2 separate regions of the Macaca mulatta genome follow, and region 1 is linked to region 2. The links are chromatin contacts, called in public Hi-C maps. All regions are on one chromosome and are shown on one strand. Each heading gives the region's core, a stretch centred on a gene start, on an enhancer-like site or on the middle of the called end of the contact. The rest is flanking DNA. Distances are from core to core; before and after follow the strand shown. Region 1 has its middle 50 kb from the start of PPP1R17. Region 2 overlaps PDE1C (phosphodiesterase 1C).

Region 1 (3,418 bases), core at 656-3,155, 460 kb after region 2:
TGAGCCACCGCGCCTGGCCATTTTTCAGGTTTTCTATGCTGTCATTTAACCTATATAACAGTCCTTTGAGGCAAACAAGGTTTAAATCTCTGGTTCTTTCCTCTCCTTATTTATGATGATCAAAACCAGAGTGTTTTTGAATGGTTATTGCAGAAGAAATGGATTTCTTGTGTTTTTGTTTTGGTTTGGTTTGGTTTTTTGTTGTTGTTGTTTTGTTTTTGTTTTGTTTTGTTTTTTGAGATGGAGTGTCACTCTGTCACCCAGGCTGGAGTGCCATGGTGCGATCTTGGCTCACTGCAACCTCTGCCTCCTGATTCAAGCAGTTCTCCTGCCTGGGCCTCCTGAGTAGCTGGGATTACAGGCCTCCACCACCACACCCAGCTAATTTTTGTATTTTTAGTAGAGATGGGGTTTCACCATGTTTGCCAGGCTGGTCTCGAACTCCTGACCTCAGGTGATCTGCCCACCTCAGCCTCCCAAAGTGCTGGCATTACAGGCATGAGCCACTGTGCCCAGCCTGGCCTTGCTTTTCTACACTACAATATCTTGGAGTAGAGACGATGTTTTATATTTGAGAGTGAATTCAGACTTATGTTGGCAAGTCAGTCTGAACTACTGAAAAGCTACATTTTTGATTCTAGGTTTCAAGAGAAACAGTTTTATTTTACATGAAGCAAAGAGACCAAACTAGGTTAATGGTGGTGGTATTCATTTATCTATATATTTTTTTCTATAGCTATGGTTAGAATTAGAAGAGTTGGGCCGGGCGCAGTGGCTCAAGCCTGTAATCCCAGCACTTTGGGAGGCCGAGACGGGCAGATCATGAGGTCAGGAGATCAAGACCATCTTGGCTAACACAGTGAAATCCCGTCTCTACTAAAAAATACAAAAACAAAAACTAGCCAGGCGAGGTGGCGGGCGCCTGTAGTCCCAGCTACTCGGGAGGCTGAGGCAGGAGAATGGCATGAACCCGGGAGGCGGAGCTTGCAGTGAGCTGACATCCAGCCACTGCACTCCAGTTTGGGTGACAGAGCGAGACTCCGTCTCAAAAAAAAAAAAAAAAAAAAAAAAAGAATTAGAAGAATTGGAAGGGCATGGTGGCTCACACCTGTAATGCAAGCACTTTGGGAAGCTGAGGTGGGAGGATTGTTTGAGGCCAGGAGTTCAAGGTCAGCTTGCTCAACAAAGTGAGATATCATCTCTACAAAAAAAAAAAAAAAAAAAAAGTAATAAAATAAAATTAGCCCAGCATGGTGGTGCATGCCTGTAGTCCCAGCTATTTGGGACACTGAGGCAGGAGAATCACCTGAGCACAGGAGTCAAGGCTGCAGTGAGCCATGGTCACACCACTGCACTCCAGCCTGGGCAACAGAGGGAGACCCTTGTTTTTTTGTTTTTTGTTTGTTTGTTTGTTTGTTTAAGGGGGAAGAAAAGAATTAGAAGAGTTGTTATAATGAATAACTAGTTTGTAATTAGAACATCATCCGCATTAAGTGGCTAACTTTGCAGATGCCTGAAGGAAACCTGATTCAGCCTCCCCACCTCATTTCACACCGCTGTCACCCTGAGCCTCCCTCCACACAAGGGATTCTCATAATTTGGAATATCACGTCTCTTTTTTTGTGCACCCATAATGTTAACTCTATAACATTTTTATCTGTGAGGAAAAAAATTTTGCCAGGCAGAAATAAACCTCAACCTTGCATGAAGTATCATAACACATTGAACATGCAGATAACAAATCAGTGTTTCCCAAATATTAAAGGCTCTAGCATTAGCAAGCAACTGCAGTGTGACAATTTGTCCTGCAGGTGGCGGTGGTGTGTAGGGGAAAAAGCTACACTGTTGGACCAAGGTTCCCCAGGATAGAGAAGAATGGAGGCTGGCTTGGCACATTCCACTCAAGCCAGCAAACACATATTGAGCCGTTCTAGTCTCCAGGCACTGCCTTAGGTGTGGGGTGGATCCAGTAGGAGTGAGCCTGGGTCTCCAGTTTGGGGAACTCACAGTCTTAGGGAAGAATGTGTCCTTGTCTATTAGGCAGGATTATTCAGGCTGCCCTTGGAAAATGTAAAAATCAAGCCCACAGCCAGTTTTTCTCTGTCTACAGGCCTCATTGTAGGGACAAAGAAATCCCTAAGGCAAGCCTGCCCACATTTCCAGGGAGTACCTGTTGGTACAAGACCTGGAATGAGAGTGCATGTTTGCATGTGCTTGGCTGTTCTCATGGGTATTCATCTCCCCACTGACTCTACAATCAATCAGCCCTTTGTATTTGTGGGTACTAAAGCCTTGGATTCACCCAACTGTAGATTGAGAATATTTGGGGAAAAAAAATCCACAAATTTCCAAAAATCAAAATTTGAATTTGCCACACACCAAAGCACTATTGAATCCACATGAATGTGTAGGCATTGTATTAGGTATTGTAAGTATTCTAGAGATGATGTAACGTATATGGGAGGATGTGCAAATACTACGCCATTTTATATAAGAGACTTGAGTACCCTTGGATTTGGGTATGGGGAGGAGGTCCTGAAACCGATCTGCCACAGATACGGAGGGATGACTGTATATACAATTTTGCCACTTCTGCAATTACAATCTATTAAAGGCACAGAAGGAGACAACCAACCTGCCCTAGAGCCACAGACCCAAAAGGAAAAAGAAACGATTGCTTTTTCACCTTTCACTCTGGAGCAGACATTCTATTTTGTAAGCATTATTTCATTTAATATTTATGACTACCCCAAGGTGACAGAAGCAGCCATTATTCTCACCTGACAGATGAGGAAACTGAAATTCAAAGTTCACAATGTCACCCAAGATCCACAGCTACTAAGTGTCCAGGGCAGGATCTGAAGTCTGACCCCAGCAGATAGATGCCTTCTGTGTGGTTTGATGAGGCAATAGCAGGCCTGGGACATTTGCTTACACTGCCCTCATGACACTTAAATGCAGTGCTTTTTTCTTTCTTTTCCTTTTTCTTTTCTTTTTTTTTTTTTTTTTTTTGAGACAGAGTTTCACTCTTGTTGCCCAGGCTGGAGTGCAATGGCATGATCTCGGCTCGCCGCGACCTCCGCCTTCCAGGTTCAAGCGATTCTCCTGCCTCAGCCTCCCAAGTAGCTGGGATTACAGGCATGCACCACCACGCCTGGCTAATTTTGTATTTTCAGTAGAGACGGGGTTTCTCCATGTTGGTCAGGCTGGTCCTGAACTCCCAACCTCAGGTGATCCGCCCATGTCAGCTTCCCAAAGTGCTGGGATTACAGGCATGAGCCACTGCGCCCAGCCTATGCAATCCTTTTCAAACATTAATCAAGTGCTTACAAATCACCTATGGCTCATGTAAAAATGAAATTCTGATTTGGGTGGGGCAGGAGGTTCTGCATTTGTAATGAGTTCCCAGGTGACATCA
Region 2 (3,388 bases), core at 266-2,765:
CTTAACCCATCTAAGCCACACTTTCCTCACCTTGCTCCTAGGACAATACTGTGTCCAGAATTGGTTCCTTCTGGTGGGTTCTTGGTCTTGCTGACTTCAAGAATGAAGCTGAGGACCCTCATGTGTTACAGTTCTTAAAGATGGTGTGTCCGGAGTTTGTTCCTTCAAATGTTCAAATGTGTCCAGAGTTTCTTCCTTCTGGTGGGTTGGTAATCTTGCTGACTTCAGGAGTGAAGGTGCAGACCTTAGCAGTAAGTGTTACAGTTCTTAAAGGTGGCGCATCCTGAGTTGTTCTTTCCTCCCTGTGGCTTGTGGTCTCGCTGGCTTCAGGAGTGAAGCTGCAGACCTTCACAGTGAGTGTTACAGCTCATAAAGGTACCGTAGACCCAGAGTGAGCAGCCGCAAAATGTATTGCAAAGAGTGAAAGAACAAACCTGCCACAGTTTGGAAGCCCACCCAACAGCGTTGCAGCTGCTAGCGCCGGTGCTCTGCTTTTATTCCCTTATTTGGCCCCACCCACATTCTGCTGATTGGTCCATTTTACAGAGAGCTGATTGGTCCATTTTACAGAGTGCTGACTGGTCCATTTTTACTGAGTGCTGATTGGTGCATTTACAATCCTTTAGCTAGACAGAAAAGTTCTCCAAGTCCCCACCCCACCCAGAAGCCCAGCCGGCTTCTCCTCTCAATATTAGAACTTATTTCCAAGTTGTTGTGGATGATCACATGCAAGGGTGAATGTTAAAATACTTAAAAACATGTTAAGTGGTCACTGAACATCAGAACAGATGTTGGTCATGGACTATATGAAGGACTAGAGTCCAGGAAGCCCCTGACAGGACAGACATGGACCCTTCAATTGCTGGATGAAGCTGGGGCAGCAGAGGTGGATATTGGCCCTGATACCCTGGAATCCATTATATGAAGCACAGGGACTGTATACCACAAGCGCTCAATAAATGTGGGTGGTTGTTATTACCCTGAGTTTTCAGCCTTCCTCCTCTCTCTTCTTCTCTTTTTTCTTTAATTTCATATATACTTATTGAAGAATTTTCTGTTCGTCTGTGAGCCCTGGAAATAACACAGATGAGTCGGTTTGTCTTCAAAGAGTTCACAATCTAATCAGGGAGACAGAAGTGACTGCTACAATACAGCGTGTGGAGGGAAATGCTAGCGAATGGTAGGAGGAGCTGGGAGAGTCAGAACGGGGAGGCCTCAGCCAACCTGGCATGGAGGTGAATTCAAGGGAGTCCTTCTGGAGGAGGCGAGCATCAGCTGAGGCTTAAGGGCTTGAATGGGGATAACAGGTAAAGAAGGTAACTTCTAATCTTCAGTGAAAACAACTCTCAATACCACATGTAAGGGAATGAAGGCCACATGTAGTGTTCAGACATGGCCACAGTGTGGCAGAAAAAGCCCAGATTTTGATTTCGTCTCTCTCCTCTAGAAGATGTAAAAGACACTGCATTCAGTGCATTGGACAGAGCTTCTGTTGGGAGTCCAGGGCATTGGAGGAGCCAGAGCGAGGGAGACAGCGCCCACAAAGCTCTTGTGGCTGGGCAGCTCTATGCTGGAGTTCTGATTGCTTCCCTGAGGGAGGACTAATTTCTCCCCCAAGATGAGCAATCGTGGAAAAGAAAATACAAATGTCTTCCCTTATCCGCGGTTTCACTTTCCCAGTTTTGTTACTTGTGGTTAACAGTGGTCTGAAATTGTGAAATGGAAAATTCCAGGAATAAACAATTCACAAGTTTTGATCTGAGTGCTGCTCTGAATAGCGAGATGAAATCTCACTCTGCCCTACCCATGATGTTAATCCTCCCTTTGTCCAGTGGATACATGTGCAGATGCTACCCACAAGTTAGTGACTTAGGAGCCCTCTTGTTTATCAGATTGCAGTGCTTGTGTTCAAATCACCCTGATTTTATTTAGGAATTGCCTAAGTGCAATTTCGAAGTGCACTTAGTAAAAAGTGCAAGAGTACTGATGCTGGCAATTCAGATACATCACGGAGAAGCCATCAAGTGCTTCCTTTAAGTGAAAAGGTGAAAGTTCTTGCCTTAATAAAGAAAAAAAATAAAAAAAAATTGTATGCCAAGGTTGCTGAGATCCACAGGGAGAGCAAATTTTCTATCTGTGAAACTGTAAAGAAGGAAACAAATTTGTGCTAGTTTTGTTGTTACACTAAAGCTACAAAAGTTACAGCCACAGGACAGGATAAGTGCTTAGTTAAGATGGAAGTATTATTAAATTTGCGGATGGTAGACATGAACAGAATCGTGTTCTGATTAACAGCAATTATGTTAGGCACCATTCCTGGTTTCAGGCAGTTGTTGGAACGTACCCCTTCGGATAATGGGGGACTACTATAGTGGTATCAAAAGCAATAAGAAAATAGAGATTAATTAAAAATCCAGGTATTTTTGGAAATAGATTTTCCTGTGAAAGAGCTGGAGTACTTACGGTGGATGGGGGACTGAAGCAAGGGGAGGCCTTTTGTATTTGTGTGCTGGGTGAATGATCCCCTTCCCTCAGCAGAGGTGGGAAATGGGAGGCAGAGGTGTGCAGTGGGGTGAGCGCCGGGGTTGATTGAAATAGAGGGAGGCAGCACCTATGACATGGTGATGCCATGTGTGGAGCCCCAGGGGGAACTCAAAATCATGTCTGAGACAGTGCTAGAGTTCAGTCAGGGAACTTTGCTAGATCAGTTGTTATAGCTAGGAGAGTTGGTGACAAAAGAAGGGAGCTTGAACTGGGGATGGATGAAGACAAAAAGAAGAAGAAGAAATAAGTGGGAGGAATGACTGAGAAATACCATGAGCGGGGGTATGTGGCTGGTGGCTGGGCTTTCAGTGTTCTCAGGGGCATGTACTATGTTTTAGACAGAACCATATAAGGGATCCAGGACAGACAAATCAGGTACATTTTGGGTGCTATGGCAAGGAAAAATAGTTAAACTAATAGAAACGCAGAATTGGATGGTGTTTGCTAGGAGCTGGGTGTGGGGAGGAGCAAACGGAAAGTTGTTGCTTCATGGGTATAAAGTTTCCATTATGTAAGATGAATAAGATGTAGAGATCTGCTGTACAACATAATCCCTGTAGTTAACAATATGGTATTGTGCACTTTAAAATACATTAAGAAGATAGCTCTCCTGTTAAGTTTTCATACCACAAAAACCAACCAACCAATCAACCACGCAAGCAACACAAAAGAACACAAGACGGCTGGCTACTAGCTTCTTTCCTACACTTATAATCATCCTCTCCCAGCTCCCCCAGTGACCTGTGACACATCTGTGTTTCAGAGCCACAGTTAGACTGCAACTTATGTTGACCCAAAATTTCTCTGATTGCCCACAAGGGGCTTCACCTCTTTATCTTACCCC

Evidence for each region. A called contact is a pair of places that touch in the nucleus more often than the background predicts.
Region 1: a Hi-C map of fetal cortical plate shows a contact between it and region 2, with 6 times the contacts expected there. The contact joins two enhancer-like sites. A contact is called at or near these places in 6 of 14 Hi-C or Micro-C datasets (cortical neurons, fetal cortex germinal zone, fetal cortical plate and 3 more).

Annotation. Positions count from the first base shown.
Region 1 is chr3:96,644,801-96,648,218 of T2T-MMU8v2.0, forward strand. No RefSeq gene overlaps it. Among named protein-coding and RNA genes, the nearest start is that of PPP1R17, 50 kb to the right of the region's middle. Within about 2 kb of position 1,906, at least 9 of the 40 cell types and tissues checked have an H3K27ac peak or open chromatin away from gene starts, as enhancers often do.
Region 2 is chr3:96,183,651-96,187,038 of T2T-MMU8v2.0, forward strand. All of the region lies in intron 2 of PDE1C (phosphodiesterase 1C), which reads left to right. Among named protein-coding and RNA genes, the nearest start is that of PDE1C, 100 kb to the left of the region's middle. Within about 2 kb of position 1,516, at least 5 of the 40 cell types and tissues checked have an H3K27ac peak or open chromatin away from gene starts, as enhancers often do.